Regions from separate parts of the Sus scrofa genome. Here region 1 is linked to region 2. Evidence: chromatin contacts called from public promoter capture Hi-C data. All regions are on one chromosome and are shown on one strand. Each heading gives the region's core, a stretch centred on a gene start, on an enhancer-like site or on the middle of the called end of the contact. The rest is flanking DNA. Distances are from core to core; before and after follow the strand shown.

Region 1 (3,223 bases), core at 590-3,089, 130 kb after region 2:
ACACGAGGGCATTGCAGAGGTACTTGTGCAGAATGCATCTCGGGACTTAGGAAAGTGGAAGTTCTTCTGGCTCCGCACAGAAGGAATTCCCTGAGAGACAGAGTGACAGGTAAGGAAAGAGCTTATTAGTCTAGGACACTTGTGAGAAATACAAGCAGGCAGGCAAGGGAGTATGGTGCCCCAAGAACTTAGTGGGTCACAGTTTTATAATCAAAGGAAAAGTGGGGAGAGGAGAAGACAATTTTCTTTCTCATTCTTGAGTAGATGTCAAACTTCCATCATCAGCTCCTTCTCTATGTTGGGCAGGAGAGCTTTTTTGTCCCTACATGGTCAAATTGGACTGTCATCACACAGTGGGGGTGAGCAAAAAGGTTGGTAACATTAAATGTGGTAAATCATTTCAAGTTTCAGTGTAATGTCATCTTTTCCTATGTTTTTGCATTTAGTGTGTGCAGAGAAGCATGTCCTAGGAATCATTAACTTACTAACTTCGCTGGGCAGGAAGTGGGTCTCATTCCACCATTGTTTTCTTGTTTGGGGGCACAGCTCACATTTCTGTTGTGTGGATTTGTTGCTCAGCAAGCCTGCTTGCTTGAGTGATGATTAACTTCCAGGGTCTCCCATACTTTTTCTCTACTTACAATTCCCTAGTGAGATTAACTATTTAATCACGTACTTTGTCCCTTTACTCTGTCCCTATCATTTGCAAACTTAACTCATTCACTGTTCCCTTTTGAGATGTATTTTTTCTTTTTTCTTTCTTTTTCTTTTTCTTTTTTTTTTTTTTTTTTTTTTTTTAGCTTTTCGGGGCTGCAACCGTGGCATGTGGAGGTTCCCAGGCTAGGGGTGGAATCAGAGCTGTAGCCTCTGGCCTATGCCACAGTCACAGGATCTGAGCTGCTTCTGCAACCTACACCCCAGCTCACGGCAACTCAAGATCCTTAACCCACTGAGCGAGGTCAGGGATTGAACCTACAACTTCATGGTTACTAGTCAGATTTGTTTCCACTGAGCCACAACCGAAACTGTTTTCTCTTTTTAGGGCTACGCCTGCTTGCATGTGGAAATTCCCAGGCTAGGGGTCAAATCCAAGCTGCAGCTGCCAGCCCGCACCACAGCCACGCTGGATCCTTAACCCACTGAGCTGTGCCAGCAGGATGGAACCTGAATCCTCATGGATACTCGTGGGGTTCTTAACCCGCTAAGCCACAAAGGGAACTCCTTTAAGATGTTTTTCAAGTAGATGGATTCCCTAAATCAAACACTGAAGTGAGCCACAGTGTTTAGCCTGTGGCCACCGTATCTTCTATAGGAGGTGTCTTCCCATAATGGCAAACAACTTAATCCGGCTAGAGTGACATTCCTTTCTGATGGCCTCCTGCATCTGGTTTTACACCTCTGGTAAAGGTCCTCCGTTAATGCAGTCCTTCAGAAACCAGCCTCCGATGCCCTTCTTCCACAGTGGCAACCCCCACCGGGAGCCTGGCCCAGTTCGCAAGGCCTCTCGCAAGACCAGACTCCAACTCTGGGTTTCCGGCTTTGAACGGGCATGACCGGGCCCTCTGCCGGGGGACACTGGATCTGCTCTGCCACTCTCCGCCCCTAAGACGCACAATACGTGCCCACTGTAAGCCCCGCCCCGCCCCGCCCCGCCCCGCCCCGCCCCGCCCCGCCCCGCCGCCCCGCCCCGCCGACGCTCCGGACCTCTAGCCCCGCCCCGCCCCGCCCCCCCCCCCGCCCCGCCCCGCCCCGCCCCGCCCCGCCCCGCCCCGCCGACGCTGGATCCCGCCGCGGCTCCGGACCTCTAGCCCCGCCCCACGCCTCGCCCCGCCCCCGAGACGCTGGGTGCGCTCGGCGACTCCTCCCCCTGGCCCCGCCCCTGAGACGTAGAGGACGCGCCGCGATATTTCCTGCAGGACCGCAGGTCGGGGACTCACGGTTCTGCGTTCTCGTCCTCCGGTGCAGACCTTCGGGAAGTAGGTTCGTGTTCGGAATTATTAACATTTGACACCTGTTTTGACCTTGAGAAATTACGCGAGGGCCTTGGCTGCCTCTGCCCTTCATCCCCAGGATCCAGGCAGGGACTTGAGGCTGCGTGGTAGTTGCTGGTCTAGTCGCTCATTTTCTGCTTTCCTTAAAGTGGGTTGTGAATCCTGCGGAAACCCTGAGCCCTTGAGGCAAATGTTGACCGTTGTAGCGCAGAGCTGATTCTTTTCCTGGAGATCTCATTGGTCCATCTCCTTAACAATCTCGATGACTCAGTGCTACGTCGAATTAATGACTAGTACGATTGCAAGTCCTCCCCCCTTTTATAGACACTTAATAGTTTAAACAAGTGGTATGTATGGCTTTCAAGCTTAGCCTCGTTGGGTACCAAATGCATTGAAGAAAGTAGGAGTTACATCCCGCTTTGCCACAGGAGTGGTGTTCTACGTAATTATGCCTTGGACTTTTGCACATTTTATCCGCCCACCTCGCTCCTGCTCTATCAGTAAACTATGAGTGCTGTAAAATTAAATAACTATCTGAAAGTTTTATATTTTTGAATTTTAAAATGATTTTTATTTTTATTGTTTCCATCATAGCTGGTTTACAGTGTTCTGTCAATTTGAAAGTTTTTAAAATGTTGAGTATTGAAATAATTCAATTCTTTGGGCAGGGGCCTCTTCCGCCCAGAAGGGGCAATTAAAATCCTTGAATTAAGCCCACAGGAGGCATTTATTTTCTGATTTAGTTGTAACTTGGTTAAATAAAGAGAAGGTTAGTTCATTAATGGTGCAGAACTGGTCAGTGCAATTTCCTGTGGGCGTGTCATTAGAATTGAGGTTATTACTAGAATGGTTGGTATCTGTTCAGCAATTATTATGTGCAAAGCACTTTTCCATATTATCCCGTTCGATGCCCGCAGTAGCCCTAGGAAATGTGTACCGTTGTTACCCTCTTGGTAGGTGAGGGAAGGAGGCATTGAGAGGCTGGGTAGCTCACCCATTAGTTCTTAGCTCCCAAGGACCAGAGCTGAAGTTGGACCCACTGCTTTCTGACTGCCAGAAAGAGCTGGGTTTTAACCACCGCTGATCCAGCCCCTCCTCGGCAGGTGCAGGCCTGATCTAATCTTCTGTCTGTACGGAGTGGAAGAGAACAATGCAGAAGGATTCCGGCCCACTGTAAGTGCACAGTGAAGGGGGGTGGAATCGTCTAGAGCGTCTCAAAGCCAGAGTTTCTT
Region 2 (3,227 bases), core at 724-3,223:
GGCAGATACATGAAAGACAGTTATGTAAATAGGTATTTAGGTTGAGTGAATTCATTTGGGGTCATACAGACTAGTCTGCATGCACCTGAATCCTGCTGTAGAATCCGATTCCTAAAACGAGTGAAGACTGGAGATCCCACCATGGCACAACAGGATCAACAGTGTCTCTGCAGCAGCAGGGATGCAGGTTTGATCCCCAGCCCAGCGCAGTGGGTTAAGGAGCTAGCATTGCTGCAGCTGTGGTGTAGGTCACAGCTTCAGCTGGAATTTGATCCCCAGCCTGGGAACTTCATATGCTGTGGTGCAGCCACAAAAGAAAAAAAAATTTTTTTAATTTTAGATAAATAAAACAAGTAAAGAATGACCCTCCCAGTTGTGGCGAATTTCACTGGGTCCTTTCTTTTCTCTCTCTCTCTTTTTTTTTTTTTTTCTGCTGTTTGTTTTTGTTTTGTTTTGTTTTGTTTTGTTTGCTTTTTAGGGCTGCACCTGAGGCATATGGAAGTCTTCAGGCTAGGGGTCGAATCGAAACTGCAGCTGCCGGCCTACACCACACCCATGGCAACTCTGGATCCAAGCCTCATCTGCAACCTAGACCACAGCTCACGGCAACACTGGATCTCCAACCCACTGAGCGAGGCCAGGAATCAAACCTGCATCCTCATGGATACTAGTTGGATTCATTTCTGCGGCGCCATAATGGGAACTCCTCACTGGGTCCTTTCTCAGCATTTCGTTTGCTCCTGAAAAGTACAAAACGAGAGTTGGCAACCATCTCGTCGGTAAATGCATTAGCCTCCACGTGGGGTGGGAAAACAACTGCAACAAATAACAGCTCCAGTCTTGGGTTCTAAGGTAATGGTTGTGAAGACAATGTCCAATGAAAGCAGGATGGGAAACGTTATGCCCTGACCGTAGGTGCAAAATGCAGGATGCACATGTGCATCTCTCCTGTTCCTGGTAAAATCAAATCGTGTATGGCTATGGCCGAGAGGGAAATGAGAGTACAGGACGTGAAAACATTTGCAAACTATCTGTAATATGTTGTTCCTTTATAATTAAGACGTATTGGAATAAAATAGGTACTTTGAATGTCCCCACGTCCACAGATGCAAATACAGATGACCACACATCACAAAATGTACGTCACAAATATAGGACTCTCCCACCAATGTAATCAGGGAACAGAGAAAAGCAAACTATCTCTCTACACTCTGTCAATAAGTATTTGATTGCCTAGTATGTGCAGACAAGTGGTGAGAGCTGGAAAGAGATGAGCCACGTGTGAGCCCAGCAGTAACCGCCCCCCATGTGTCCGCACAGTTTGCCGGTCACCTCTGTGTAAATAATACCAAGTAAAACAAAGCTGATCAGTGTTATTGTAGGCGTGCAATCTAACCAGGGCATGGCCTCAAAGAGGGAGGAGAAAGGAAGAATAAGAAGGTGGCAAAGAAGTGGTAATTGTGTTTTGTCCCCCCTACGGGAGAGTTGTGGGGGAGGGGCTTTTGTTTACCCTTCTCTCACAGCCCCATTCATTGCTGGGCAGGAGATGGACTTTTTTTTTTAAGTTGAAGTATAGCTGATGTATAATGTGGCAGGTGTATAGCAAAGTGATGCAGCGATACATACCTGTGCATTCGCTTTCATATTCTTTTCCATTATGTTTTTTTCGCAGAATATTGACTATGGCTCCCTGTGCTGTGCAGTAGAACTTTCTCGTTTGTCCATCCTATATATCATAGTTTGCACCTGCTGCTCAATGTATATAATACTTTGCACCTGCTACTCAATATATGTAATACTTTGCACCTGCTACTCAATAGATATACTTTGCACCTGCTACTCAGACTCCCAGTCCATCCCTCCCCCAACCCCCTCCTTTGGCAACCACAAGTCTGTTCGCTCTGTGAGTCTGTTTCCGTTTCGTAGATCATATGTTTGATTCCATATGTAAATGATAGCACACAATCTTTCTCTTTCTCTGTCTGACTTACTTCCCTTCGTAGGATCATCTCTAGGTCCCTCCACGTTGCTACAAACCGGCCATGTACTCTTGATAGCTTTTCTCATTTTATTCTCAACCTATGAAGATGGTAGGATTATTCTCATTTATTACAGATAGAGAAACTGCTTTGGAAGGATTTATACATCCGCACCTAAGAGCCTCTCTCCCTAAATTCTAGAACATCCCGAATTGAGATGGCTCGCTCTCCTCACTCTCCAGGCACCAGGCTGGTCCCCCGACATCCTACCTGGGCTTGAGTGAAATAAAGTGGACAGTCACTAACTTCAGCCTTAGCCTCTATGTGGGTGCTAATGGGCTTTTAGGGTTTGGGGTTTTTTTTGGGGGGGTGGCTTTTTTTTTAATTAGCCTTTATTCATAATGATGTAGTAAGTTAGATGGTGAGGTGGGCTTGCTAACGTGCCTTTCTAAGGACCTTCACTTATAGCAGAGAAAGATTAAGTGCTGGAAAGAATCTGGCTCAACAGCCAGTCATATGCTGCGCTTTATAGCACAGGCGGCCAACCCGGGGTGGAGGGGAGGGGCGTGTGTGGAAAAAGACAAGGTTAAGCGATTAATTTTTAAGCACTAAATATTTATTGACAGACTCTCTCTCCAGGCAATGTTCACATGCTTAGAACTGACGCTTTTAACTTGGCAGCGCCGTTTAAGCAAACAAACGCAGTCGGTTGAACGCAATGATTAATAGGAAGTTGGAGAGCTGACACAGGGGCCACTCTTCTGGGCAGGAGAAGAGGCTGGGGTTAAAGTCTCAGAGCAGTGACTTGCAGAATGGTGGCTTCACCCCTTGGCGATTTTCCTGAGGGGAACAGCAGACCTGTTGGAGTCAGAAGCTCCCGGAGGCAACGTGTTTTTGTGTAGAAACAGGTGGCAGGTTAGAGGCGGGACGGAGCAAAGCAAATCCAGAAGAGTGGCTTCAGAAACGTGGTGTCAAAGCAAAGTGGAAATGCAACTCGGCGGCCAATGAAGAAGGAAGGAAGACAGAAGGAGGACGGCCACGGTCCCCTGGAAGTCACGGAGCAGCCGATCAGAAGGGCATCTGCCAAGACCACGGCCGTGGATGCTGGAGAAAATGTAAGTTAAATATATCCACGGGCTGAGCGGATCTCCAGAGGGTTTGTTTACTCATTTCCTGGTTTGGAAGGATGGGCTCTTGGAAGCACGGTCTTTTTTGTGTATCTCTTGTCACCGTCCTGATTTGCGTATT

Evidence for each region. Promoter capture Hi-C pulls out the DNA fragments that hold promoters and counts their contacts.
Region 1: a contact with region 2 is called in a promoter capture Hi-C map of liver, with 3 times the contacts expected there. The contact joins the promoter of LOC100517166 here to the promoter of LOC110255306 in region 2. A contact is called at or near these places in 1 of 5 promoter capture datasets (liver) and 1 of 2 datasets of contacts at active chromatin or transcription factors (alveolar macrophages).

Annotation. Positions count from the first base shown.
Region 1 is chr7:7,460,348-7,463,570 of Sscrofa11.1, forward strand. It overlaps LOC100517166 (transmembrane protein 14C), which reads left to right and starts at 1,840. Exons shown (of 7, transcript XM_021100171.1): 1 at 1,840-1,980; 2 at 3,095-3,164. The coding sequence starts at 3,142.
Region 2 is chr7:7,325,674-7,328,900 of Sscrofa11.1, forward strand. It overlaps LOC110255306 (N-acetyllactosaminide beta-1,6-N-acetylglucosaminyl-transferase-like), which reads left to right and starts at 1,974. Exons shown (of 1, transcript XM_021100001.1): 1 at 1,974-3,227. The coding sequence starts at 3,166. It also overlaps the pseudogene LOC110261698.